2 separate regions of the Rattus norvegicus genome follow, and region 1 is linked to region 2. Evidence: chromatin contacts called from public Hi-C data. All regions are on one chromosome and are shown on one strand. Each heading gives the region's core, a stretch centred on a gene start, on an enhancer-like site or on the middle of the called end of the contact. The rest is flanking DNA. Distances are from core to core; before and after follow the strand shown.

Region 1 (4,268 bases), core at 1,303-3,802, 61 kb before region 2:
GGCTCTAGTTGGTTAGGTGGTGAGCACTGTCCTTGGCAGGGCTGCCCAAGCCAATTAATACGCCAAAAGCACTTTGAAGGTTAAATTGTCTATAAAAAGGTCTGGTTCCCACAGCTGCCAGCAGCGAGGCAGGGACAGCCTAGGGAGAGGGCCATGCCAGTGATGGTGTAGATTCTAAGCTGTGGGAATTCCTGAGCAGGAATGCTTGGGGATGGAGGTTAAGCTCCACCCCTCTCCTCTGGTCCCAGAAGAGTCAACTTTACAAGGTCAAACTTTACAAGTTCAGCGTCAGTGACAGATGCTGGTGCTGATGACGCTGAAACTAGGAGTTCCCCGACTGTGCTAGGAGTCACTTGGTCTCTTCAGTAAGCCAGCTCATTTTTAAAGTTATACTTCCATTGGAAGTCGATTCTTTTCTCACGGCAATATATTCTGATTACGGTTTCCCCTCCTTCTATTCCTCCCAGTTCCCCCCCACCTCCCTTCCAGATCCCCTCCCTTTGTCTTTCATTAAAATCTATTTTCAATTAGCTAATTAAGAGCACATGATTTTAAAGAGGATCTGGGTTTGGTTCCCAGTGCCACATGACAGCTCACACCATCTGTAACACCAGGCCCAAGAAGCCTCTTCTGCACTCCATAGGTAACTACATTCACACGGTGCACATACATGCATGGTGCATATACATGCATGCAGGCAAGACACTCACCATTCACTAAAACTACTCATCCTAGGCACTAACCGTTGTGAAGTGTGCATGATAATCTCTTGCTTTTCCTTCTCATATGCACTAAGGCTGTAAGGGACTTCCTTTTCTGTAAACAGTCTAAAAGCTCTGGTGAGCAGAGGATGCTGGACTGCACCTTACCTTCCTTCCTTCCTTCTCTCTTTTAAGATGGATTTGTTATTCATTCATCTATTTAATGAATATGAGTACATTGTAGCTGTCTTCAGACAGAACCAAAAGGCATCAATCCTGTTACAGATGGTCATAAGCCACCGTGTGGTTGCTGGGAATTGAACTCAGGACCTCTGGAAGAGCGGCCAGTGCTCTTAACCGCTGAGCCATCTCTCCAGCCCTCATTTTCCTTCTTCTTCTGTGTGCCTGGGCTTCAGTTTCCCCACAGCCAGGTTTCTTGCAGGTCTTATCCACACCAGTGAAAAGCTGACCAAGCCTGAGGGACACTGCTGCCCCTGCCTGTCCCTACACTTCCCATCTCTGCCCTATTTGCACTGCCTGTGACCACAGTCTTCTCTCCGGAGCCTGCTCTGTCCCCCTCTGCTGTATACAGCACATGACCACTCCCCCCACCACACCCCCAGCACTTTTGTTTGTTTTGGACAGGGTCTTGGTATATAGCCCAGGCTTGCCTTGAATTCTCTGTATAGTCCAGACTGGCCTTGAACTTGTGGCAGTCCTCTTGAATGCCTTCACTACCCCATTGTGCCTTTCCAGCAACTTCTAAGTCCTCTTACTCTATGCCCTTGCCACCTTCTAACAAACCATACGCTCAACATGGTGATGGATTTCTTCCTTTTGCCCTCCCTCTGAATGTGAATTCTACAGGAGCACAGATACGCATCACTTTTGCTCATGACCATTCTCACCGGTGCATATTTCTCCCAGTTGATGCTACGCCTTCCAGACCCTTCATCTCCAGACATACTGACTGAATTCATTGAACCCCATTCCCATTATCATGGACATGTAGGCCTTTCCTAATGTCTTAAAAGCAAGACAGCATTTGAATATTCTGGTGCGGCTCATGTTTCAGGGAACCCATATCTAAACACATCTGCTTCCCCAAAGCTGCTCCATGAACATGCCTTTAATTTTTGGATCTCTGCTTATCATACTGATCATTGAAATGTTTTCTGGTTGTTACTTTAATTTGCATCTCTATTAGCATAAATGGAGATGAGTATCTCACTGGTTCTAACTGACATTTGTATTATTTTTTTTTCCCTCCATGATTTTCCTGGACAGCACACAAACTCACCTTTCCCCTGGGGAACCCTTTAGTCCCTTGTCCCCAGTTGAGCCCTTTGTAGACCTGCACCTCTGCTGTATCTAGACCACTGTATGTCTTATCACACCCAAGGCTTCCACTCTAATTTTTCAGTGCTGTGGACTGAACTCAGTGCCCCTTCCACCCCCACGTTTTAGGGAAGTGATCTACCTTTGAGGTATATCCCCAGCCCAGCTCAGCTCTTCTTCAGGTACCTCTAGCTATACCGCCAGAGGCCATCATTAACCCCAGCCGTTGCATCCAGGACTCCCTGTCCCTCCTGTCTGCCTGTCCCATCCCATGCCTGTCCCAAGACTGCGGCATGCCTGCCTGCCCACATCAGAGAAACAAAACTTCCCAGAGCCTCTGCATTTCTCTCTTTGTTCAGAACAGAACGGTTCATTCTCCAGCAGGCCCCAAAGAGCCCTTTTGTGCTATATCCATTCCAGGAGGCCTTTCAGTGTTCTCTGGAAGAGAAAAGCATTGCAGGATGCTGGCATCCTAAGAACCTGGTTAATGAGAGCTGCAGGCGCCCTGGTTCCATTAGTAGGCTAGCAACGTGCACAGCCAAGCTCCAGCTCCTCCCACTCAGCTGGCTGTGATAGCCCTGTGTATGGCAGAGATAGGATTTTGCTTTTGCTCCTCTAGCATGGACAAGGGAAGCTCCATAGAACATTTTTTTCCTCCCTAATATTTGGCTGTCAGTCATCATTTGACCATATTTTTGTTAAGAACAGAGCCCAGGCTTTGGACTCAGATAATGGGGAATCAAACCCTCATTCTGCAGGTGGATGGTTTCTTTTCTTTTCTTTTTTTTCTTTTTTTTTTTTTTAGGTAGATTATCTCTTGACACTAGCATTCTTGTCCCAGATATGGACGTGCAAAGGACCCGCTTTTGCTGGAGCTGAGCATTTGCAAGTGCGATGCTGGCACCAGAATTAGAAGTGATTGGCCAGGCTTCTTGTCTAAGGACAGAACACCAAGAAAATAACTGTGTGTGGTGGGGCATATATGTAATCCCAGAATTTGGGAAGTAGAAGGAAAAGGATGTGGAGTTCAAGGATAGCCTCGGCTATATAGTGAGTTCGAGGCTAGCCTGGAGTCCATGAAACCCTGCCTCCTAAAAAAGACTAAGCTAAAACACACACACACACACACACACAGAGACACACACACACACACACCAAGAAGAAAACCTCTGAAATGTAGAGTTCTGTAATCAAACCCAAATATTTCTTTCTGAGTTGAAGCTCAGAAACTCTTTTTTTTAAAAAGATTTATTTATTTATGTGTGTAAGTACACTGTTGCTCTCTTCAGACACACCAGAAGAGGGCATCAGGTCTCATTACAGATGAACGTGAGTCACCACGGGGTTGCTGGGATTTGAACTCAGGACCTCCGTAAGAGCAGTCAGTGCTCTTAACCGCCGAGCCATCTCTCCAGCCCCAAAACAGAACTTTTATCCTAGTTCCAAAGTCTCTGTGACTTAGCCCCACCGCATTCCAAGTTGCTAGTTCCACACGGCCCTAAGCTCTGGGCTCTGGCCAGCGTCAGTGTGCCCAGGTTTGTGAATTCTAGCCTGCCCTCTTGTTTCCCTGTAGCTCCCGAGCCTGAAAGCTACCTCCATGTACGATAGTTTTCCACAGCCCTCCTCAGCTAACTTCTGTTCAGCAGTCAGGTTTCTGACAAAGGATCCCTCACCTGGAAGGGCAAAAGCCTCTTAAATCTGTGCATACGAACCCCATCTGATATTGCACGTAGGGGCTAGAGAGATGGCTCAGCGGTTAAGAGCACTGGCTGCTCTTCCGGAGGAGCTTGGGTTCAGATCCTAGCAGAGGCAGTATCTAGGCCACCGAAAGCTATTGTGAGAATGGGGGGGGGGGTGGAGAGGCAAGATATTGTTCCTAGTTTTGCTGTATTCTGGAAGCTGAGGCTTTGCCCCCCACGTTGCTAGCCTACTGATGGGACTAGGGCACCTGCAACTCATTAACCAGGTTCTTAGGATGCCAGCATCCTGCATCTTGTACATCTCAGGATGCACCCATTTGTGTGTGTGTGTGTGTGTGTGTGTGTGTGTGTGTGTGTGTGTGTGTGTGAGAGAGAGAGAGAGAGAGAGAGAGAGAGAGACAGACAGACAGACAGACAGACAGACAGAGAGAGACCATGTCTTTGCCTTTGGAGGTCACAGGGTAATGTCAGTTGCCTTTCTCAATTGCTTCTCTAGGGTCTCTCACCTATCCTGGAGCTCATAGATTGG
Region 2 (4,032 bases), core at 1,419-3,918:
CCAATCCTTCAAATCCTGTAAGACTTGAGCAGATCGTGTGGCCTCTGTGGGAGTTAACATCACGGGCCTTAGGGAATTGGGTTGTTATTGGTGGTTATCTATGGTTGGCTTTGTTTGCGTTTGGATTTGGGTGCCCCAGATCAAACCCCGGGCCTCGGGCACCCTAAGTGTGCTGACGATGCTGGAAACCCTGTGCCAGAGTTCCAGGGAGATAAACTCACACTGACTTAGCACAAATTCAGACAAGAGTAAGAGTCTCGTGGCATTCCCTATCAAAGCCAGTGAGGCCACTGCAGAGGCTCTCTAAGGCAAGGTGACTCTAAACTCAAGAATCTACCTGCCCAGTGCTGGGATGAAAGGTGTACCCTGCTGCCACCACCGTGCTGAGCTTTTGAAGCCTCAAAGCCCACTGCTAGTGACCCATGCCCTCCAACAAGACCACAGTTCCTAATCTTCCCTAAACAATCTGCCAACTGGGGGACGGGGATGGGAGGGATGGAGGGGGTGTCATTCTCATCCAAACCGCCACAGAGACAAGATGAAAGATGACTCTATCATCAGCCTAGGATCTCCACACACAGGCAAACACACATATACACCAACATGGAGAACAGAAAGCAAGCAAATCGGAAAATTCCGGCGTGCGACCTTTGGGTTTTGGTACTATCTGACCCTGACAAATGTATAACCTGAGGTTCTGAGCCACATAGAAGGGGGGGGGGCTTCGAGGTAAAGTGTTACATGTGTTACATGTCTGGGTTCCATGCCTGGGTAAAGAGAGGGATAGGAGGAGTGCAGGAGGTGAAGGAGGGAGTACCCCAAGGGCAAAAGTGGGGCCGAATTCCATCAGAATTTGCCTTTCTGGTGGCTTCTCTTTCCCTGCCCTTGTGGTGTTTTTCCTTCAGTGAGTGACAAATTTCACAACCCTGGCTGGGACTCCCGAGGTGCTAAGATTACAGGCCTGGGTCACACCACCCAAACCTGACTTTCTTTTTCATTGTTGCTTGTATTTTTCTGTTTGTAACCAAAGCTGGACGACTGGAACTCACTGTGTAGACTAGGCTGGCCTTGAACTCATAGAATTCTACTTGCCTCTGCCTCCTGAGTGCTCTGATTAACGGCACTGACCAATACATCCAACCTACCTACTTTCATTTTCTAAATCTAAGTCCTAACGGGAAGTGGGAACTGGGCAGGAATAACAGTACGGTGGGTTAGCTCCATGAGTTTACCGGACTTTGCGAGCCGCGACTGCCAACGACATCCTGGCTTGAGGCTGGAAGTCACAGCCCAACAGGGGCAAAGATTGCTCTGTGACCAGTCTGGAAAGGGAGCACTGGAGCACAGAAATCAATCCGGTTCAAGTTCATACCCAGGGCAACCACGGAAAGTGCCAGGAAAGGAAAGAACAGGATGTTTTCCACACATTCCATGGGCAGCCATGGGGATCCAGGAGAAAGTGATGCTTGGGCTGAGCCAAGAAGGCAGTGCCCCAGTTTACAGTAAGGGCTGAGAGGACAGCCTGTCCTGAGCTTCCGGTAACACATTTCCTGCCTTCTCAAATGACAGACATTCCATCTACGACTTTGAGTCTGATTTCAGCAGTCTTATGCAAGAGGGGAAACACCATATGCCTCCAGGGAAAGAAAATTTGGCTGCCGTCTCCACCCTTTCCCTCAGCATCCACCGTGGGTGGGGGTGGGGAGGGTTAGTGGGGCTTTCCATCCCTGTCTTTCAGAACACTACGATCTGGCCCTTTCTGCTTGGCCAACACCTGCGCAGAGTCCTAGTTCATATCCTCCCAGAATGGCCTGCTCTCCACCTCCAGCAGAGACCCCCATCATTTTTTCCTGTTCACTCTCTGCCCCCCCCCCCACCAAGAATAAGTATCCTTAGCACAAGGCTTGTGTCTTTATGGTCTCTAGTCTCTGACAACTGGCTGGAGTCTCAGTGGATTCGAACCCTCCATTCATCTTGGGCTAATGACTATGTGATTGCGCCTCCGTTTCCACTTTTCTACTGTGAAAATAATGAACACCCCAAGCTATGTTGTAAGGAAAAATGAGAGCCCTAACAGTGCCCCCAGCACGTGACACGCAGGGGGTACGTGACACGCAGGGGGTACGTAACCAAGGCCGGTAAAGTCTGGGCTAGGGCTGGTTTTTGTTACCTGTTCACACTGTCAGCTAGGTTTTCCTGTATGCGGGGTCTCCAAGCCCCGCTTTCACCCAAGTTAGCACTCAAGACGTGCTGTGGGGACTGTGTCCCCGTGGACGCTGCAGGGGGCTCGATGTCCCGCAACTCCTCTGCACCCGGCCACTTGGGCCCCAGGGCACGTGAGCAGGTTTCCTGGAACCGGTCCCCACCGGATCGCAGACCCTTTGCGCTCAGCCCTTTGCTCTCAGTCCCTGCGCCAGGAGAAAGGGGGTGTGACTCAGCGCGGGGGCGTGTGCAGGCTCTGTACCCACGTGCAAAAGGAGGGATGCTTGCAGACTTCGGGTCGTGCGCAGGCTCCCGGGCATGTGCGGGCCATTTCCCTTGAGCCAGAAGAAGGGCGTGTGCAGGCAGTGGGGAGGAGGGCAGGTGGCGCCCCGCCACCCGGGCGGAGCTTTTGCGCGCGACCCAATACTCTGGGCTATAAAGGTCGCGCTCCGCGTGCTTCTCTCCATCACGCTCCTAGAACTCTACAGCGATCTCTCGTTGATCTCCAACTGCCGCCTCCATTCGCCATGGACCCCAACTGCTCCTGTGCCACAGGTAAGGGGGGCTGCTGACGGGCCTCTGTAACCGGAGCTTCTGGGAGAGCAGGACGGACTTTTGGGCCCCTACTCTGGTAACTACTTTTAGGGTACTACTGGCTGCTCCTTCCGAACGAATTCTGGAACACTCCCGCCCCTTTTAAACTAGTCCTTGAGATAATGGCTCGCCCAAGCTGGCTGGCTTGCACCCGAGTTCTTTGGAGAACTGTGTTCAGTTATGCCCGGGTCCCGCTCACCGCGCTCCCTGCCTTCTTCCTCTAGATGGATCCTGCTCCTGCGCTGGCTCCTGCAAATGCAAACAATGCAAATGCACCTCCTGCAAGAAAAGTGAGTTGGATTTATTTTCTCTACCCTTTCCCTTCGCGCCCCTGCGGTCCCTAGCCCGCCGCACCTTCCCAGAGCGTCCAGGGTGCCTCTAACTCGGTTTCTCGCTCACGCTCAACTTTTTTCCCCCAGGCTGCTGTTCCTGCTGCCCCGTGGGCTGTGCGAAGTGCTCCCAGGGCTGCATCTGCAAAGAGGCTTCGGACAAGTGCAGCTGCTGCGCCTGAAGTGGGGGCGTCCTCACAATGGTGTAAATAAAACAACGTAGGAACCTAGCCTTTTTTTGTACAACCCTGACCGGTTCTCCACACTTTTTTCTATAAAGCATGTAACTGACAATAAAATAAAAAAACTTGACTTGATTAACCCAGCTTTGTCTGTGTTCATTGGAAATAAGGGGCTGGCAGAGGCGTTGAAATGGGATTGGTGCACCTTGATTTGGGATAAGTGGATTGATGACCCCTCTGGACTTTGATAGTCTCGAACATGGTGGGCAGAAACATGTACTGGTCACAAATGTGGGCATGTGTATATTGGGGATTAAACCCAAAGCTTCCTGCTTATAAACCAGGGTGCTCTAATGAGCCACACTCCTACCCCTAGATGCATAATGATTCTGGTTTAATTTTGGATTATTAGGCTTAAAGCAGTATGAAATACCTGTTCATAAGCTTTGGTAAATAAAATAAAAGTTGGAGTGAGTCTCATACGACTCCTCTTTGTAGTCCCAATATTTGGGAGCCTGAGGCAGAAGGATCGGTGCAACTCCGAAGCCAACTTGGTCTCAAATTCTGTTAACCTTTGATTTTGAGACCATCTTACTGTGTAACCTAAAATGGTCCTTGAACTTGCAGTCCTGCCTCAGACTTCTAGGTACTGGGATTACAGGCTCAGCTTAAAATCAGGGCTGGAGAGATGGCTCAGCGGTTAAGAGCACCCGACTGCTCTTCCA

The links. Hi-C and Micro-C count contacts between places; a contact is called where the count stands out from the background.
Region 1: a contact with region 2 is called in a Hi-C map of prefrontal cortex, with 2.7 times the contacts expected there. The contact joins the enhancer-like site here to the promoter of Mt2A in region 2. A contact is called at or near these places in 7 of 12 Hi-C or Micro-C datasets (the A7r5 cell line, frontal cortex, hepatocytes and 3 more) and 1 of 1 datasets of contacts at active chromatin or transcription factors (oligodendrocytes).

What each region holds. Positions count from the first base shown.
Region 1 is chr19:10,898,040-10,902,307 of GRCr8, reverse strand. No RefSeq gene overlaps it. Among named protein-coding and RNA genes, the nearest start is that of Bbs2, 15 kb to the left of the region's middle. Within about 2 kb of position 2,552, at least 47 of the 93 cell types and tissues checked have an H3K27ac peak or open chromatin away from gene starts, as enhancers often do. A contact at or near this core is called in prefrontal cortex, where this site is marked.
Region 2 is chr19:10,837,344-10,841,375 of GRCr8, reverse strand. It overlaps Mt2A (metallothionein 2A), which reads left to right and starts at 2,668. Exons shown (of 3, transcript NM_001137564.2): 1 at 2,668-2,757; 2 at 3,021-3,086; 3 at 3,216-3,442. The coding sequence starts at 2,730. The coding sequence ends at 3,307.